Linked DNA regions of Mus musculus: regions 2 and 3 are each linked to region 1. The links are chromatin contacts, called in public HiChIP or PLAC-seq and Micro-C maps. All regions are on one chromosome and are shown on one strand. Each heading gives the region's core, a stretch centred on a gene start, on an enhancer-like site or on the middle of the called end of the contact. The rest is flanking DNA. Distances are from core to core; before and after follow the strand shown.

Region 1 (2,582 bases), core at 32-2,531:
GGGATTTGAACTCCTGACCTTCGGAAGAGCAGTCGGGTGCTCTTACCCACTGAGCCATCTCACCAGCCCCCGAAGGAAGAACTCTTAACCACTCAGCCAGAATGAAGTGTCAATATGAACTTTGGAGGGAGCGGGCACAAACAGTTAAGGCCCAATTTCTAGCTATTATCCCAGAGTTCAGTTTTAAATCAGGTGACTTCCTGGTAGGAGGAATGTGTAGATATGGGGTGGGGGTGGGGTTCACCAACAAGGGGAAACTCCCTATTCGCTAAGCATATTTAATGTCATAGTAACATATCAGGAGAGAACTGTCATTTTAAAATCTAATATAATTTATCATGTGTTGCTTTGGTCATGGAATTTTATCACAGCAATAAGCAATGTAAGGCAATACTATTTCTGAGGTATCGATGCCAGTTAAATACAAATGAGTTCATTTTAAATCAGGCTAACTGGGTGTTCCCAGTTGTACATGGGTAGCTAGTGTTAGGGTTCGTAAGTCAGCAGAATCGTGTAGAGGTAGTCTTAGCTTCAAAATTCACAGGCCAAGGACAGGTGGTTGTCATTTTTATGTCCTATGTCTAACCGAATCTTGCGCTTCCATAAGGAGGGTCTTTGGTGTATGAATCAATGATTACAACTGATGTTAGCCTTAAGCTCGGATGTGGTTTTGATGGAAGCCACTGTGTCCCGTACCTGCAGGTTTGTCATAGCGGTTTCTTCCTCATGTCTCTCCCTAGCTTGTAGGGTTGGAGTGCTTTCCGGAGTCACTGGGAGGGCTGCTGTGAGGGAGATAGGTTCTGGGTCCTCTCCACCAAGAGTTGCTTAAGGAGAAAAGTGAGGTGGGGCTGTCCCTGTACTACTAAGAACGAAGAAAAACAATCACGTTAACTTTTTCCCACACTTTCTAGTGAAGCTCCTGCCTCTTGCCTTCTGGACTGTAGATGAGTCCTCACTGTGATCTTTCTGTCCTAGAGTTGGTTGGTTGGGAATTGCAAATCCACCCACTGTCACCTTTGCGCATAGAGGGAAGCTGACTCGGCCCACAGCGCACCCCAGCGGCGGTCTGGAGTCCTTCTAGCCTTGGCCACTTGGCTTCCGGAGGGCTCGCCAGTCAGCGCCGAGGCAGATGCAGAAAGCCGGTTTCCGCGGGACCCCAAGGAGGACGCCCGCCACCTGGGAACCTCGGGGACCTGGAGGGGCGGGGCTGAGCGAGCTCCGGGGCCGGCCCGCGTCTCTGTGGCTTCGCTGAGACACTGCAGGGACGAATAAAGGCAAAAGGGGAGGGTCTCGAACACTGTCCTGCTCCTCTGAGAGAGAGAGGTGGAAATCCGGCACCTCCGAGCCGCAGAGACGCGCGGCAAGCACCATGGAACGAGCGGGCCCCAACTCCGTGCGGTCGCAGCAGCAGCGGGACCCGGACTGGGTGGAAGCGTGGCTGGATGATCACCGGGACTTTACCTTCTCTTACTTTATTAGAAAGGCCACCAGGTAAGAAGAGGAGCCACAAAGGACACAGCCAGGGACATGAAGCGTGACCTGAGGCTGATCTCTCTCCCCCACCATTGAATTTTCCCCTCGATCCAACATTAAACAATCCCCGTTCCCAGGCCCTTTGCTTCGGAAGTAGCTTCTCGGTCCCAGTACGGACTGGAGTCCTCTACTTAAAGGGAGCACAGTTGAGAAGCGAGGCGTCGGATTAGAAAGGACTTGCCCACGAAGTTAAAAACAAAAGCGTACACCCGGCCCTGGAGCAAGATTACTCTCCCGGGCCTTCTCCCCTCCCCTCTACTCTCCCGGTTTCCCTCCCAAACCCGCTTAGCAAAAACCAAAACAAGCCAGAGCCCCTTCCCAGCGGCTCCGGAAGCACCACTGCGGGCGCGTCCCTGTGGTCGTGCTCCTCCCCTGCCCGGCTTGCTCTGACCCTGGAGGGGCGGGGAAGCCGGGGGGGTCTGGACCAGGCCACCGGGAAGCCTGGGTGCCGCAGCTTGCCCGGGTCGCCCCCAGTGAGGACTGTCGCCTTTGGTCCCCCAATAGTCCTCTGGTCATCCCTCTTCTGGCTGCGTCGCCGCAAGGAGGATTTTCGCGGAGCTTTGCGGCGCGCACACAAAGGGCGGGAGGGAGGCGGCCCGGGCGGACTCGGGGACCCGGGGACCCGGAGCACCCCAGAGGCCAGTTCTTCCTGGTCTCGAGCCAAACGCCGGGAGGCCGCTGCGGAGGGCGTGGAGAAGGGAGCCTGTCCTTTAGGATCCGACTGCTGCACGGGCAGTCGGGGCTCGCGCAGACTTGAGAGTGGAGCGGAGGGACGAGAGGGTGGAGCGGAGTGCGTGGCGGGCGGGTCCCCCGAAGCTCGAGGAGTCGCCGTGAAGCCCGCGCGCGCGCTTGCCTCCGGCGCGCCGATCTGGGCTGAACTAACCAGCTCTGCTTTGGAGAAGGGGCTGGAGCCCCGCCACCGGCGCCTTGGGGCAACGGCCGTCGAGCAGCTGGTGCTGGCCGCCCGAGCCGGGAGGGCGACTCTCGCCGGGCGGGGATGGTGGACGAGCCGGTGGGGACTCGCCCGAGCGCGGCCGCCACTCGGCCGG
Region 2 (2,582 bases), core at 38-2,537, 480 kb before region 1:
ACAACTACCTACCCAACGGCAGATCTGATGTCCTGTGGCCTCCAGGGGCCCTGAACGGTGCCCATAAACTCATGGAAGAAAACACACATACACACAAATAAACAATATTTTTGTATGTTTGTTTTGAGACAGAGTCTCTCTACCTAGCTCTGGCTGTCCTGGGACTCTCTATGTAGACCAGGCTGGCCATGAATTCACAGATTCACCTGCCTCTGCCTCCCAAGTGCTGGGATTAAAGGCGTGTGCCACCACCACCCGGCGACCACTAAGTTTTAACCAAATATTTACATGGACTTTTAAGAGAATATAATCAAAAGTCTAACAATGACCATAAAAAATTCATCAGAAGAATCAATTGTTTATATTTAAGTAAGGCCATGTGAGGGGCTGCTCCTGGGAAACCTCTTCTCCATGGATTCTTGCTCATTGGATGTGCACAAAGATGTACCCAACACCAGCCTCACTTTTTCTGGAACGATCTTCCAGCCTTTCCTATTTCTTAGTAGTTTACCAACTCAGATTCATGTTTCTTTTGAAAAGATTTTGCCGCCTTATAATGAAAATCTCACCTGGCTCTAACATACCTGACTGGTTTGTTAAAAAGTTTGTTTCCTGGGTAAAACTTTAATAAACGGTCAGTTTGCTATTATACCCAGCCATCTCCAGTGGGAATGGGGAAGAATCACGAACAACTTGTAAAAGTGTGAATCATAAAACGTTCTCTGTTACCATCTGTTCCTTATGCTTAACTGACCTGGAAACTAACTGCCCCGTGGTATTTTTATTGTTTAATGTTTCATGGGCTGAGGCCTTTCTCTCGAAGGATTAGGCTTCTGAAAGGGGAAAATTAAAGTTGTACTCTCTGGTTTCATACAGCACCAGCAAATAGGTAAATCAACACGCTGGAAGAAGAATGATCAGTTTGGGGGAAAGACTCTTGGGCAAAGCAAAGCAAAAGGAAAAAATAAAAATAAATTTAAAAAACAGAGCGGGGCGCGGGCAATGAGACACTCGCGCCATCGCATCAGCTCCTTAGACACAGAAGCAGGCACGCTCTCAAGGCCTGGGAGGATGGACCTCCGGCGGTCCTCTCGAAGAGGGCGTGTCCAGGGCCGCAGCGCGGGCGGCCATTGGCTGAGCGGCGCTCCCGGGCGCACCGTCAACTCTCACGAGGCGCTGGCGGCGTAGGCCGCGCGCCGCGCTCTGGCCGGCAGGGGGCGCACGTCCGCGCGCTGTTCTCCCCCGCGGCGCCGCCCGCTCCCGGCCGCCCGGCGCCACGCCCGCCGCAGGCCGAGGGCCAGTCACCCGCGGGCCTGCGCCCCGCCCCTGGCCCGCCGCGGGACGAGTAACGGTTACGAAGCACTTTCTCGGGTGAGGTTTCTGCTTAGTCATTGTCTTCCAGGAAACAGCTCCCTCGTTTCAGCGGCGGCGGCGGTGGCGGCCGCAGAAGCCGCAGCGACCGTCCGCGCCGGCGCCTCCCTCCCTTCCTTCCCTCCCTCCGGGACCGCCTCTCCGTCGCCGCCCGGCCTCCTCGGGCCCGAGCGCACACCGGGCTGTGGCCGCGCGGAGTCGGCAGCCTCGCGCTCTCCTCTGGGGCCTGGGGCACCGCCGCGCCCTGCGAGGCAGCCGTCTGCCCACTCGCCCGCCCGCCTGCCCGCCCGCTCGCCATCTCTCCGCGGCTCCGGCGCTACCCGGTCCCCTCCGGCGGCAGCTGCCATGGGCACCGACAGCCGCGCGGCCGGGGCGCTCCTGGCGCGGGCCAGCACCCTGCACCTGCAGACCGGGAACCTGCTCAACTGGGGCCGCCTGCGAAAAAAGTGCCCGTCCACGCACAGCGAGGAGGTGAGCACGGTGGGGGCCGAGGGTCTCCTCGAAGTGGGGACAAGCAGGGCTCTCCGGAGCTCGACCCGCTTCGGAGGTACCGAAGTGAGCTGGGTACTATCCCGGCTTGGCAGGTGCCACTGCGGGGCGAGGGGCGCCTCCGCCGGTCGGAGTTGATCGCACAACTCTTGAGGGCCACCGGGTCCCCTGTCTGGCTGGACAGAGCCACTGCAGCCCCGCGTCTTCATCTTCCGTCCCTCTCCCTTAGCCAAGGTAAAGGAAAGATAAAGGTTTAGTGTTTGGTAGATGGACTAACAATAGGTTTAACTTTGATATTGTTGACATTGCTTTCTCTATTGTACTGAATTTGGATTTGGGACAAATAACTTACTGGATGTTAACATTGTATTTGCTTCAAAACCATTAAAGAGGGGCAGGTGGTACACGCCTTTAATCCCGGCCCCTAGGGAGGCAATAGCAGTAGGATCTCTGAGTTCGAGGTCAGCCTGGTTTGTATATTGAACTCCAGGACAGCTAGGGCTACCCAGTGTCAGCCCCAACCCCCACGCCCCCAAAAAACCTAATGTGTAGTTGGAAGTGACAGATTAATCTAGAATTAAAATGTGTTATATTTGTGTTAATGGCCCATTCCTGAGCCAGTGGTTCTCCATGGACCGTGCAACTCATTGCAGAGGCGTATTGATAATATGGAACATGTATACTACTTAAAACAACAAAACAAGACAGATGTGCAATTATGT
Region 3 (2,582 bases), core at 62-2,561, 360 kb after region 1:
TGGAAAACAAACTAAAACAAGCACCAAAACAATAGACTTCTACGCTTTATCTCACGTTTAAAGACGATCCTTTGGGAGAGAGGCCAAGGGCTGTAAGAGCCAGCAGGCTGGAGGAATGGGAATTCAGACTCCACACAGGTATGGGCTTGTGGTGTCCGGTTTCTCACTAGGGCTCAACTGTTCTTGAAATTGTAAAGTAGGAATAATGCTGTCTGCCATTTCAAGATTCTGGGTAGAAGAGTTTCTAAACTGAATGCCACACAGCACAACGAATCATGACCATTTTTATTATTGTGTGATGAGACTGTGTGGCTCAAAGGTGTCAGAGATCTGGCAGAACCTTTTGTTCAAGAGGCAACTGCATGGGCGGGCTGCCGACCCTAGACAAAAATAGAAGCAGGCCTTGACTTTGAAGTGGGGTGAGCGATGCAGGCCTCGGAGAGTGCCAAGGCAGCCCTGCCTCCCCGTGCTCCCAGAACATAGGCAGCTGTGCTGGCCAGAAACACCACCCCTGACCTCATCTCTCTGCTGGATCAGAGTGGGCCAGAATACAGAAGAGTAGTTGGTTTCTGATGTTCTATTTTAAAAAAGATAAAATATAAAAACAGTAGCTCTCAGCGTAAGTTCAGAGAGAGCCATGCTATGGAGAAATCTGTGTGTATTCTTCTTTGATCTCTTCATTTTAGAGATGCAGACTGACTGTGAGCTGACAGACTGACTGTGTGCTGGTCGGAATGCTGAGCACTAGGTGTCTGTTGCCTCCGGTCATCCTTCCCAAAGTCTGTAAATCCCCTCCCTGCAAATAAGCATGGGAACTACTAAAGGCATTTACCCCATGCCACCAAGTCTGCATTGCATGCATTTGCATAAAGGAATTGAAGGCATAGGCAATAAAATTTAATTTGAATAATCTATTTTAAGGCACGACAGCAGTTACTATAGCAATTTTTACCAACTTCTGAAAAGAACCCAGTGAATAAATTATAGCTTATTAAAATACTTCTATTACTATAAGCTGCATTCTATTGAAATAGCTGAAAGTGCCATCTTAAAGGCTTATAATGTGTAGCATTATTTAATTACATTTTAATAAGAGTCTAGATTGGATAAAGCTGCCCTGGGAAGAGCATCAGAAGTGCAGAAGGAGCTCGCAGCAGCCTACACTGCTCCTTACATGCACTGGAGCTGCAAGACCGGAAGAAGCCACAGTGCATGTTGGAGTTCTGCCAGAACAAACAAGAAAGCTCACAGTCTCCCTTACTCCCAAGCCGGGAGTAGGACTACCGGGAAACCAGAAGGCTGCAGAGAGAGGCCGGTGCCTGCCACCCACCCCTCCTGCATGCACAGGGCCTGTAAGAGGCGGAGGGATCTGGGAAAGTGGTCTTTGAACTTTGCAGCGGGGCCCGCAGTTTACGGCATACGACGTTCTTGTACTTTTTTATTTTCTGCTACTTACTTTCTACTCTTCTATGTATGTCTCCCGATGGCTTTGCCTTTGTCTTTAGAGTGCTCAGTTAGGTTTTGGGAGCTGTTGCTTATGCCTCCCCCCCCCCCCCTTCATCTTTTCCTCTAAACCCATGGTCATCTCTCCCACCTCGCCTCACCCCGCCACTTTACCCACCTCACCCTGTTTTCTACTCAGTGTTAATTTAATATTTCTCCTCCCCTACTCTGCTTCCCTCCTAACCCTGACCGTATTTTCTAGTTTTAGGTTATGTAAACAGTTTCTTATATATTTTTTCTTGGTTACAGCTCCCCTCCCCCACTCCTCCCCCACTCTCCCCACCTCTCTGCCCATCGCCCTCCATGGTTGTTCACGAGCTCTCTCTCTTTAAAGAACAAGTATGTTAACTAAACTCCAAGTACACTCCATGCTATCCTTGCCTGTTTATCCTCCAAAAGTTATTGAAGCCGAAGGAGTCACTGTTGGGAATTGGCTAATAAAATATTTGAATAGTGTTAGTATTCAGCCACTGTGGTTGGTCTTGCAGTTAATATTCTACTTGGGGAATGGTACGGAGCTTACACCAGGCATCTGGAGCTCCGGGAGTGAGGAATTATTTTCTCAACTACAGCACATTGAGCTCTAACACATTCAAGTCTGTGTGAAAATTGCAAATACTTCAAATGAAGGAAAATAGTTGGTCAAAACTAAACCAACCCTAAAAAAACAAAAAACCAAAACAAGACATTAGATGCATACATCCCAACATAGCAACATTTAAAAAACAAACAAACAAACAAACAAACAAAAAAAAAACAAAAAAAATCAGAACTCTTCCAAATAGAGTTAGCCTTCAGTAACGGCACCTAGTTGGAGTGAGTTAGATGAACTCCCACATAGAACCTGAAGTAATGACCGTACACATGATCAAGGTCACAAAGAGATGAATGAAATAAGGAGGTGATACATAGTATAAACAGGAAAGCCAACAAAGAAATTACAGAGAAACACCAATTCAGAGTACTAGACATTACAAAAACAAGACAAAAAAAAAAACCCACAAAAAACAAACAAACAAAAACCTGTACTGGCTGGGTTTGTGTGTCAACTTGACACAGCTGGAGTTATCACAGAGAAA

What was found. A called contact is a pair of places that touch in the nucleus more often than the background predicts. HiChIP or PLAC-seq counts read pairs in DNA pulled down with a chosen protein or histone mark.
Region 2: a Micro-C map of embryonic stem cells shows a contact between it and region 1, with 7 times the contacts expected there. The contact joins the promoter of Gclm here to the promoter of Pde5a in region 1. A contact is called at or near these places in 2 of 39 promoter capture datasets (cranial neural crest and pre-B cells), 2 of 484 Hi-C or Micro-C datasets (both in embryonic stem cells), 2 of 115 datasets of contacts at active chromatin or transcription factors (pro-B cells and stem cell-derived neural progenitor cells) and 2 of 9 other capture datasets (liver and macrophages).
Region 3: a contact with region 1 is called in a FOXA1 HiChIP or PLAC-seq map of pancreatic cancer cells. The contact joins the enhancer-like site here to the promoter of Pde5a in region 1. A contact is called at or near these places in 2 of 39 promoter capture datasets (embryonic stem cells and stem cell-derived epiblast-like cells), 1 of 15 datasets of contacts at CTCF or cohesin (embryonic stem cells), 16 of 484 Hi-C or Micro-C datasets (the HL-1 cell line, the N1E-115 cell line, Th1 cells and 6 more), 7 of 115 datasets of contacts at active chromatin or transcription factors (astrocytes, embryonic stem cells, forebrain and 3 more) and 1 of 9 other capture datasets (embryonic stem cells).

What each region holds. Positions count from the first base shown.
Region 1 is chr3:122,727,877-122,730,458 of GRCm38.p6, forward strand. Pde5a (phosphodiesterase 5A, cGMP-specific) reads left to right here and starts at 1,282. Exons shown (of 21, transcript NM_153422.2): 1 at 1,282-1,491. The coding sequence starts at 1,370.
Region 2 is chr3:122,244,270-122,246,851 of GRCm38.p6, forward strand. Gclm (glutamate-cysteine ligase, modifier subunit) reads left to right here and starts at 1,288. Exons shown (of 7, transcript NM_008129.4): 1 at 1,288-1,842. The coding sequence starts at 1,717. It overlaps Gm46822 (a long non-coding RNA gene), which reads right to left and starts at 103. Exons shown (of 6, transcript XR_001783970.1): 1 at 1-103.
Region 3 is chr3:123,092,225-123,094,806 of GRCm38.p6, forward strand. The region is part of intron 4 of Synpo2 (synaptopodin 2); the gene reads right to left. Among named protein-coding and RNA genes, the nearest start is that of Myoz2, 59 kb to the left of the region's middle. Within about 2 kb of position 1,312, at least 68 of the 459 cell types and tissues checked have an H3K27ac peak or open chromatin away from gene starts, as enhancers often do. A contact at or near this core is called in astrocytes, forebrain, muscle stem cells and 2 more, where this site is marked.